Linked DNA regions of Mus musculus: all the other regions are linked to region 1. A link is a contact called in public promoter capture Hi-C data. All regions are on one chromosome and are shown on one strand. The core of a region is the stretch at or near the end of the contact, and the rest is flanking DNA. Distances in the headings are between cores, read along the strand shown.

Region 1 (3,355 bases), core at 308-2,807:
CTTTCCTCATTAAGAGTACAAACACTTAATGAAATCTTTTCTCTTGGCTTGCCTTGTCCTGCCGGGGCTAAAAGCCACGAGTTTCTTGTCATATGCCTTCCTGTGCCTTCCCGTGGCTGAGTCACCAAGAGACAGCTGGCAAGAAGGGACAAAAGTACCAGAGAGTGACCAAATGCCTTCATTGGTTCATCCCTCAATGTCCTGTGACTGCTGGTGAAGCTGCCAAAATTCCCTCCTCCCTCTGGGGCCAATGGCTGCCTAGTCCCTTACAGAATGAATCATTCCGACCTGACACCCTGTTGCTGACCCTCGGGGCGCAGCTAGGTACAACACAACTAAAATATGAGTAGGTGGCTGTATTAATTTATTTCAAAAGTGGTGACTGAACAATGAGATTCCATGTGCACTGTGGCCGGGGCTAGTTCACTGAGGAGCCCACTGGTGCAGCCGACTTCTATGAGGCTGTGCTACGAGGAACAACTTCAGGCCTCGCAAACACATCCCCGAGTACCAGAAGGAGAGGGAGCGGTGGCAATTGCAATCTGCCCTTGTCCAGATATAAAAAGGGATTTTTCAGACAGCCACCCACTGTACCAAAGTATAAATTCTACTGTTTATAGTAGGACATGGTTCAACGGATGGGAGCCAAGGATGGGTGCCTTTCCAATTTAACAGTCCCATGAGGTTACAGAAATTCTTGGACCAGAGCCCCCACACAGCAGAGGTACATGTGACATTATGCCCTGACCAGCAACTACATTCCCCTCACCCCCAAAAACAAGGAACTGAGAAACAGTTTAGGAATGCCCTACAGCCTGAACCAAGAGTAGGTGTCCTGGCAGTGTGGTGGAATGTAGATGGCTCTCTTCGCCTAACCCTAGGGGCCCTTTCCCAGACAAATACTGGAATTTTGCTCGCACCCTCTGGGTTCCCACCTAGACACAGCAGACTGAGGTCCCCTGTTGTGTCAGGGGTTGCTCTCCTGCAGCGGAGCTCGCCCCTTACGGATGGCTGTGAGCCACCATGTGGTTGCTGGGATTTGAACTCAGTACCTTTGGAAGAGCAATCGGCGCTCTTAACCGCTGAGCCATCTCACCAGCCCCACCGTCATCCTCTTAACATCTGGACAGAGGACGAAGCAGGGGACCAGAAAGAAGGCCCAGCTCGGAATGGCTCTTTTGCGGCTCTATTCCCTCTGGAGAAACCAAGAGGAAAGATAAAGAGAGCTGCAGTGCTTCTGCTAGCGCCATTTTGAAGACTCGAACTCTTTTCCCTTTCAACTTCAAACACTATCAAGTTGGCCGAGATTAGACAAGATGGCGTACATGCAGGGGGGACAGGGCGAGGGGGCAGCATGGACCTTGCTTTCAGAACAAGAGCGTAAACAAAAGTGAGGAAGTCCTAACAGCGCAGGCGCCAAACGCGGACACGCTTTAAAATTCGAACGTCAAGGCGCGCACAAAAGCCTGCCTGGGAAGGAGACCTGTGTCCCCTAGAGGAGGCGGGCGAGCATCACGGAGAGGGAAGAGCAGCCCTGGCCTCGGGGACAGCAGGGCGGGGTGTGCGCGGCGCGCATGCGCGGCGCGGATAAATGGCGGGGGTTGTCCCGCCTGGCGGAAGCTTAGCTTTCCAACATGGCGGGGGAGGCCGACGGGCCGTTCAAAGGGCTGCTGGTGCCAATTCTTTTACCTGAGAAATGTTACGACCAGCTCTTCGTGCAATGGGACTTGCTTCATGGTGAGTTTTATTTCAGCCTTCAAGGTCTAGCTGGAGCAGCCTTGAACCGTAAGTTGGCGTGACAGTGGCGATTAATGTCACCGCGAAGCTGGGCAGAAGGCGGTTCTGACGAGGGCGGAAGTGTTTGGGGCCCTGCATAGGAAAAGTGCCATATTTGGGCATGAAGGGGTGTCTCCCGAAAAAAAGTTAAATTTGTGTTTTACAATCTCGGAAGTCTGTACCCAACCCTCATCCCTTTCTGGGCTGGGAGTCGAACTCAGGGCGGCATGTGCTACTCTGCTAACCAGGCTCTAGCCCCAGGCTGGAAAACTCGGAGCTTTTTTGTCGTACCCCCCCCCCCCCCCCCGACAGGGTATAGCTCTGGCTGACCTGGAACTCGCTCTGTAGACCAGGCTGGCCTCGAACTCAGAAATCCACCTGACTCTGTCTCCCAAATGCTGGGATTAAAGGTGTGTGCCACCAATCCTCGGCGGAAAACTCGTATTTTATAAAACAAAATTAAAACCCCAGCCAGGCATGTAGGCCTCCTTTCGCCCCAAGCACTCAACTGACAGAGGCTCACAAATTTTTTTTTTTATCCCCTCTCTCCAGCACCAGCTTCTGGAATTTACTATGTGGCACAGACTGCCCTTGAACTGGCAACAGTCCTCCTGCCTCAGTCACTAGAGTGTTGGGAGTATAGCACTTTTCCTTTCCTTTTTCTTTACAAAGGCCTTTGATAAGCCTTCTCCATCTCTCTATTCTAAGTGACTTTTGGCTTACAATAGTCAAGACGCCTTCCTGGGCCAAATGCCCACCAGGTCAAAGATTCAGTGGTAGAGAGATTGCCAGGATCAGGGTTTTGTAGGCAGCAGCTCAGCTCACTCGCTGCAATCTATTGAAAATCAGCCCTGGACACAGGGTTTGAAAGAAAAATGTTTTTTAAAAAAAATTAGAGAAATTGCCAGGAACTGTGGCCCACACCTTTAATCCCAGCCCTTGGGAGGGACCCAGAGGCGGGAGTTCAAGGACAGCCTAGGCAACTGGATGAGTTCCAATACAACCAGGGCTGGCTACACAGAGCAGCCTTGTCTGGAAAAACCAAGATAAGAAGTAAATGATAGGGGCTGGAGAGATGGCTCAGTGGTTAAGAGCACTGACTGCTCTCCCAGAGGTTCTGAGTTTAATTCCCAGCAACCACATGGTGGCCTACAACCATCTGTAATGGGATCCAATGCCCTCTTCTGGTGTGTCTGAAGATAGATAGCTACAATGTACTCACACACATAAAGTAAATAAATAAATAAATCTTTAAAAAAAAGAAGTAAATGATAGAGATAGTGGAAGAACAAGGATAAATGTCCTGGAAGAGTGGGGACAACCTGAAGGTTCAGGAATGTATGAATGTGGGAATGGGGTGGGGGGGGAGAGAAAAGAGTCAGGGAACGCCTGTGGGACTGGAGGGGTGGCTTGCAAGGCTGGCAACCTGGGTACAATTCCCGGAACCCACAGAAAGGCAAAAAGGGAGAACTGGCTCCTCAAAGTCTCTGACCTGAACACATGCACCTATGTGCTCACACACAAAATAGGGTTGTTTTATTTTTTATTTATTTTTTAATATTTATTTATTATTATACAT
Region 2 (3,355 bases), core at 363-2,862, 430 kb after region 1:
CTTCCTGAGTACCAAGGTTACAGGCTCCCATTGTGCCTGATTGATGCTGATATTCTTGTAGATTTTTTTTTTTGAGACAGGGTTTCTCTGTATAGCCCTGGCTGTCCTGGAACTCACGTTGTAGACCAGGCTGGCCTCGAACTCAGAAATCCACCTGCCTCTGCCTTCCAAGTGCTGGAATTAAAGGCGTGCGCCACCACGCCCAGCTTCTTGTGGAATTTTTGTAATTCTACTTGTTTAAAGTTTTTCCCTAAAGCTTGCATATGAGTTGGAAGGCAGGAGAGAGGGAGGGAGGGAAGAGAGAAATTATGCAGGAGATGAAAGATAACAATTTAATCAAAACTAACCACTGAAGGGGTAAATGAATGTCCTGTGCCTGTAGATAGAATACCTCAGAGCAAGGGGGTACGGAGTGGCTGCAGCAGTCCCAAGCCTGGAGAGACCAGTCAACAGGTCCAGACCTTACTTATTGGCTGGCTCTCAGCACACAGGTGTGGCTCACAACTGTGTGTAACTCCAGCATTCTGATGCCTCTTCTGACCTCCATCGGCCATTGCACACATGTGGTGCACACATACATACATACATACATACATACATACATATACTCAGGCACCCATACATATGTAGAAAATAATTTTTTTTTTGAGACAGGGTCTATGTGTAGCCTTGGCTGTCCTGGAAGTCTCTAGGTATACTTGGCTGACTTCGAACTCATAGAGATCCATCCACCTGCCTCTGCTTCCCTTGTGCTGGGAACAAAGGCTATTACACTCTGCTATAAATATTTTTTTTACAGTTAAAATTGCAGCAATTATATGTTTGCTGTCTATCAACCTATGAACAATAGATGGAGTGACAGTTTATAATTGTGAAAAACTTAACATCTATGATGTTCTTCAAAATTTCCCCCTAGCTTTAGTGTCCACGGATGATTTTTAAAATTAACTCTATTATCTTATTTATCTTTGTCTGTATGTACAGACAGTGCACCACCAGGTGCTTTCTCTCAGAAGCTAGCACTGGATCCTCTGGAATTGGAGTTACAGATGATTGTGAGCCATCATGTGGGTGCTGGGAAATGAACCTGGGTCCTCCGAAGAAAGCAGCAAACGCTCCTAACCATTGAACCTTTATCTCTCCTCCTTCCCACAGATGATTCTTTTCTGAGACGGGGTTTCTCTGTGTAGCCCTGGCTGTCCTGGAACTCACTCTGTAGACCAGGCTGGCCTCGAACTCAGAAATCCGCCTGCCTCTGCCTCCCAAGTGCTGGGATTAAAGGCGTGCGCCACCACGCCCGGCCCCACAGATGATTCTTATCTGATTCCCTTTTTGAAGAGACAGCTGAAAAAGATAAACATTTTATTTTCATATGTAAGTCTGACGTTGAATTCGTGCGCGGTGTGAGGTACAGTCCAGATTCGCTTTCTCTCCCTGTATGATTAGTTAAAGCAACTGTGGCTGTCTAGAAGCAGGGCAGACCCCACTCTACAGAGGAGCTGTAGAGACTCTCAACCTCCATCAGCCCGCCCTGTTCTGCTTGATTAAAAGATCCTAATCGGCTTGGAGGGATTAAGGGCTGCAGCGGGCTGTTCCCACACCCCCCGCCCTGGGCTGGGCTGCCAGGGGAGACCGAAGGGGCATCGATCCTGTGACCCCTTAGCCAAGCCCTAGCCCCGGACTTTCCGGTAAGTAATGAATGACCCACACAGGAACTTCGGTCCTGTATGAAGGCGTGGGAGTATTCCCCACTGAACCCCCAAGACTGCTGAAGAGGAAGGGAGGATAAACAATCTAAGTACAAACAGGCTAAACCAAAAAGACCTTGGGGCGATGAGCTGGGCTGCCATCTAGGGTCCTGGAAGCCAAGACACCCTAGGGGGTTGGGCGGAATTTGAGAAACAGGCTTGAGGGGAGAACCTTACGGGAGTGAGTGCTGAGGGCCCTCAACTCTTATCTTGTTCGCTCTGTGTTCACAGAAGAAGGCAATGAGCGCTTGGCTCCTGCCAGCCGGAGGGCTTCCCGGCGCCGGGTTCTGTGTCCCTGCGCGGCAGTCTCCGTCCAGTTTCTCGCGGGTCCTGCGCTGGCCAAGGCCTGGGCTACCGGGACTCCTGCTACTGCTACTGCTCCCATCTCCTTCTGCCCTCTCTGCTGTGTTCAAAGTGGGGGTGCTGGGCCCCTGGGCTTGCGACCCCATCTTTGCACGGGCCCGACCAGACCTGGCTGCGCGTCTGGCCGCCAACCGCCTGAATCGTGACTTTGCTTTAGACGGCGGCCCCCGGTTCGAGGTTGCGCTGCTCCCAGAGCCCTGCCTGACTCCGGGCTCACTAGGGGCTGTGTCCTCTGCGCTGTCTCGAGTCTCTGGCCTGGTGGGTCCGGTGAACCCCGCAGCCTGTCGGCCAGCCGAACTGTTGGCTCAAGAAGCTGGAGTAGCGCTGGTGCCCTGGGGCTGCCCTGGCACGCGGGCGGCGGGTACTACAGCCCCGGCGGTGACCCCCGCTGCAGATGCTCTCTACGTCCTCCTTAGAGCATTCCGCTGGGCGCGCGTGGCCCTGATCACTGCACCCCAAGACCTGTGGGTGGAGGCGGGACGCGCTCTGTCCACAGCACTCAGGGCCCGGGGTTTGCCAGTTGCCCTAGTGACTTCCATGGAGACTTCAGACCGGTCTGGAGCCCGGGAGGCCCTCGGGAGGATCCGAGATGGGCCTAGAGTTAGAGGTAAGCTCCCCAGTAGAGTGCGGGCAAGGTGGGTGGGTCCTGCCGAGAGTGGACAGCGTAGCGAGCCAGCCTCTGTGTCCGTCCGCTCCGCAGTAGTGATCATGGTGATGCACTCGGTGCTGCTGGGCGGCGAGGAGCAGCGCTACCTACTGGAAGCTGCAGAAGAACTGGCTCTGACTGATGGCTCCCTGGTTTTCCTGCCCTTCGACACGCTTCACTACGCTTTGTCTCCAGGCCCGGAGGCTCTGGCTGCATTTGTCAACAGCTCCCAGCTCCGCAGGGCTCACGATGCGGTGCTCACACTCACGCGCCGCTGTCCTCCTGGAGGCAGCGTGCAAGACAGCCTGCGCAGGGCTCAAGAACACCAGGAACTGCCCCTTGACCTCAACCTGAAGCAGGTAGATAGATTACAAAAAGAGAAGAGGGAGGAGAGCCAGGGAAGTGAGCTGAGAACAGACAAGGAGAGAAGGATGGAACTAGAGGGAAGAGGAAGGTGTAGCCAATGGGCAAGGAGAGGGTGGAGCCAATGGGCAAGGGGAGGGTGGAGCCATGGGCAAGGGGAGGGTGGAGCCAATGGGCAAGGGGAGGGTGGAGTCAATGGGGCGTAAACTGTAGCGGCATCTGAGCTGGAGTTTCC
Region 3 (3,355 bases), core at 271-2,770, 290 kb after region 1:
TCCTCTCTTCTCAGTTGCTTTCCTCTCCCCGTGCCTCAGTTTCTTCTACTTTATCAGTGTCGAAGGTCATGGAGGAAGAGGCGTTCGATGACACAGGAGAAAAGAATTTCACAATCTTCAGATCCGACCCTCTCCTCTTTCTCCTAAAAATCTGACCTAGTCACCACCAAATTAATTTCTCAAGTCAGACGATTTTACAAGCAAGCCACTGGAGGAGAGGAAGGGAAAGAGTAGAGATAAAATTGACAACATTCACAGAACACTGAGGGCTGGGCAAAGGAGAGAATCAAACATGGACTCCTTGGAAAAAAAACTCAATCATCTATTCATATCTCTCCCCCCAAAGTCACTAGGATTTCTGTCACTTTTTTTTTAAGGAGAAAAAAAAAAAAAGCCAGTACCATTTCTCATTTAAAAGCTACGTACACAATTAAATGCATTTTGACTTCAATGAGGTATGTAGAGAGTTATATATAAACATATATTTCATCTTTTTCCTTTTCAATGCCTGAAGGAAAAAAAAAAAAAACCTTCACATCAAACCACTCCCTTCTGAAGTATTCAGAAAAAAAAAAAAAAAGCTTTTCTTTAGAGAAGGGAGGTGGGGGGAGGAAGAAGACTAGTAAAGAAAAGAAAAATTCAATCTAGTTGGACTAGTATCTAACTAGTTAACCTTTAACAATTTATGCTGATGTCAGACTGAGCATGAGTACTGATTAATACCCCCCCAAATATTTTTATAAGGGGGGGAGTTAAGTCACAGCAGCCATTTTTGTTTTATGCAGAAATCCTTCATGCCCCCCAACACACACACACACACACACACACACACACACTCTCTCTCTCTCTCTCTCTCTCTCTCTCTCTCAATACACAAGGAAAATGTATTAATCTGTGCACTAATCAGTTATGAAAAAAGGGAGAAATTTGTGGGTTTCTGAGTAGAAGCTTGGAGATTGGATGTAACAGGGAGAATGGGGGTGTATGAAAAATGAAATATTAAGCCAGCCATTTTGTTTTAAAAGGGGATTTTACCCCCCTCTCTCTTTCTTTATAGAGGGGGGTGGCAGTGCTGGAGGGGGGGTTGTTTTAAAAATAATTTCAAGGCGGCCATCTTAGTGCCTCAGCTCTGAGAAATATTTCTGAGCGCCCCCCTCAGAATTTAAATATATTTAAAGCAACCGAGGGGGGTAGAGAGAAGTCGAAAACTTTTATATACATATATATAATTTTTTTTTTTTAAACGATCTCCCTTTCTTGTTCTCTTGGGAGGAAAGACAGAAGGGGGAAAAAGTCCTTAAATTTTTCCAAGAACATTTTTGGGGGTGGTGCGGCCCCCCTCCTCAGACGCCGGCCCCGGGGGTGGGTGTTCTGGAGGGGGGTGGCCCGGGGGTTTGGGGGGCTGGGGGAGGCGGTGAGGAGGAGGAGGAGGAGGACGCCGCCGCCGAGGAGGAGGAGGAGGAGGAGGAGGAGGAGGAGGAGGTGGTGGTGGTAGCGGTGGGGGAGGCGGGCGGGCGGTGGGTGGGGGGGTGGTGGGGGGGCCAGAGCCACAGGATGGCTTCCCCTCTGAGGGACGAGGAGGAGGAGGAGGAGGAGATGGTGGTGTCGGAGGAGGAAGAAGAGGAGGAAGAAGAGGGCGACGAGGAGGAGGAGGAGGTGGAGGCGGCCGACGAGGACGATGAGGAGGAGGACGAAGAGGGAGTACTCGGGCGCGGGCCGGGCCACGACCGGAGCCGCGACCGCCACAGCCCCCCCAGCTGCCACCTCTTCCCGCCGCCGCCGCCGCCGCTGCCGCCGCCCCCGCCACCAGGTAAGCGTCCGTCCGACTCCCCGGGGCCCGAGCGGAGCCGCGGGGCCCGGCACCTACGGTTCGGCCGAGCCGAGGAGAGTCCCGGGCGCCTGGCGGGTCTAGACGGGCCCGGCAGTCCGGGCGGCGGCGGCCTTGGGGCCAGGCCTCCTCCCCTCCCCCGCCGCACCCCTCCTCCGCCGCTACCGCGGCCGCCGCCACCGCCGCCGCCGCCGCCGCCGCCGCGCCCGGGCTGGAGAGCGCAGGGAGCGAGCTGCGCGCGCGGACCGGGCCACTTGGTCGCGGCTTTCGGGGGAGGAGATTTATTTTTTTCACCCTCGGCGGGGAGGGGGTAGGCAGGAAACGGCCGTAGCGAAGCCAGGGCCCCCCTCCCAGGCCGAGCGAGGGACCGCGGAGACCCCGGCGACCGGACGGCGGCGTGGGGGGAGGGGCGCGTGGGGGAGGGGCGGCCGCGTGAGCGCCCCTTGGGCCGGGCCCCGGTGGGGTCGGACTGAAGCCGAGTGGGTTCGGGGTGTGGAGCTGACTGCCACCCGACGCCCTCCGCTGGGGACTTGGGCAAGCAGAGGTGGGACAGTGGCCCGCGGACCAGCCCCTCCACCTGCAGGGACTTCGGTGCCCGCCAACTTAGGGGTGTGCGGTGGCACGCGTGGGAGGGGGCGTGCGAATGTTTGTAGCGGCTGATGACCAGAGGCAGGTGGTGGCCACACTCCACGCAGACCACTTCCTGGAGTAAGACTTGGACATACCGTCCACTCCCCCCTAGCTGGCCGCCGAGGTCTCGGGTCACCTCAGATTTGAAGAGAGACAGGAGAATGTCTGGGGAGCCAGATGCCCCCGGCCCCACCCTCGTCATCTCTGCCCCGGGCTCTTTTGTGTCAAGTGCAGCCCCCATCCCCCCCTCGTGACCCCGTCAGTCTGGGGTGGCCGAACTGCCCAGCTGTGACTCTCACGTGGCTGCCATTCACTGTCACTCTCTTGATGAAACCACCCACACACCCTGACCACGTTGGGGGGCGTGAACTGCCCACCCAGCTGCTCTGTCCTGACCATCATCACTCAGCACCCTTCTCCGAGATGACAAGTCACCTGCCACTGGCGTAGGACGTCCAGCTGTGCTTGGGACAGACCCTTCTCTGGATCAGTGGCGCAACTCTCAGACCACCCTCCAAGTGGAGAGTGATTTCTAGCTTCTTTAGGATAGGTGTCGCCAACCTCTGATTGGGGACATCCACACCCCCAAGTCTCTGGCGGCAGAGCAGCACACACACACCAAACTTTAAAACGTTATTTGTAAAACTGTCTTACTGACCACTGTGACTTTTTGTCGCACGTGTTGAGACAGCTTTTCCGGGGGTGGGGGGTGTTAAAAATAATGTGTTTAATGCGTATTGGGTAAAGCCTCACCCCTAACCTCGTCAGGTTTACCTGTAAAAGAGGAAAAGTTTAGAAAAAAGTTATTCCAGCGAGCCCTCAGGATTCCCTTGGAGTGGGGGAAGAATTAAAGATCCTGAGGAGAGAGAGGGCTGCCCGCAGGGCTGCCTGCGGCAA

What was found. Promoter capture Hi-C pulls out the DNA fragments that hold promoters and counts their contacts.
Region 2: a promoter capture Hi-C map of second pharyngeal arch cranial neural crest shows a contact between it and region 1. The contact joins the promoter of Gucy2e here to the promoter of Mpdu1 in region 1. A contact is called at or near these places in 6 of 39 promoter capture datasets (cranial neural crest, frontonasal cranial neural crest, hematopoietic stem and progenitor cells and 3 more), 1 of 115 datasets of contacts at active chromatin or transcription factors (astrocytes) and 2 of 9 other capture datasets (adipose tissue and pancreatic islet).
Region 3: a contact with region 1 is called in a promoter capture Hi-C map of second pharyngeal arch cranial neural crest. The contact joins the promoter of Chd3 here to the promoter of Mpdu1 in region 1. A contact is called at or near these places in 10 of 39 promoter capture datasets (the 3T3-L1 cell line, the C10 cell line, the HPC-7 cell line and 6 more), 2 of 484 Hi-C or Micro-C datasets (the G1E-ER4 cell line and regulatory T cells), 2 of 115 datasets of contacts at active chromatin or transcription factors (the SCID.adh cell line and pancreatic cancer cells) and 2 of 9 other capture datasets (adipose tissue and pancreatic islet).

What each region holds. Positions count from the first base shown.
Region 1 is chr11:69,660,851-69,664,205 of GRCm38.p6, reverse strand. It overlaps Mpdu1 (mannose-P-dolichol utilization defect 1), which reads left to right and starts at 1,557. Exons shown (of 7, transcript NM_011900.4): 1 at 1,557-1,737. The coding sequence starts at 1,635. Mir1934 (microRNA 1934) reads right to left here and starts at 1,163; the gene lies at 1,081-1,163.
Region 2 is chr11:69,235,279-69,238,633 of GRCm38.p6, reverse strand. It overlaps Gucy2e (guanylate cyclase 2e), which reads left to right and starts at 1,612. Exons shown (of 19, transcript NM_008192.3): 1 at 1,612-1,688; 2 at 1,980-2,718; 3 at 2,812-3,116. The coding sequence starts at 1,989.
Region 3 is chr11:69,367,591-69,370,945 of GRCm38.p6, reverse strand. Chd3 (chromodomain helicase DNA binding protein 3) reads left to right here and starts at 1,520. Exons shown (of 40, transcript NM_146019.4): 1 at 1,520-1,810. The coding sequence starts at 1,555. Gm32483 (a long non-coding RNA gene) reads right to left here and starts at 1,956. Exons shown (of 2, transcript XR_003949707.1): 1 at 1,868-1,956; 2 at 1-208.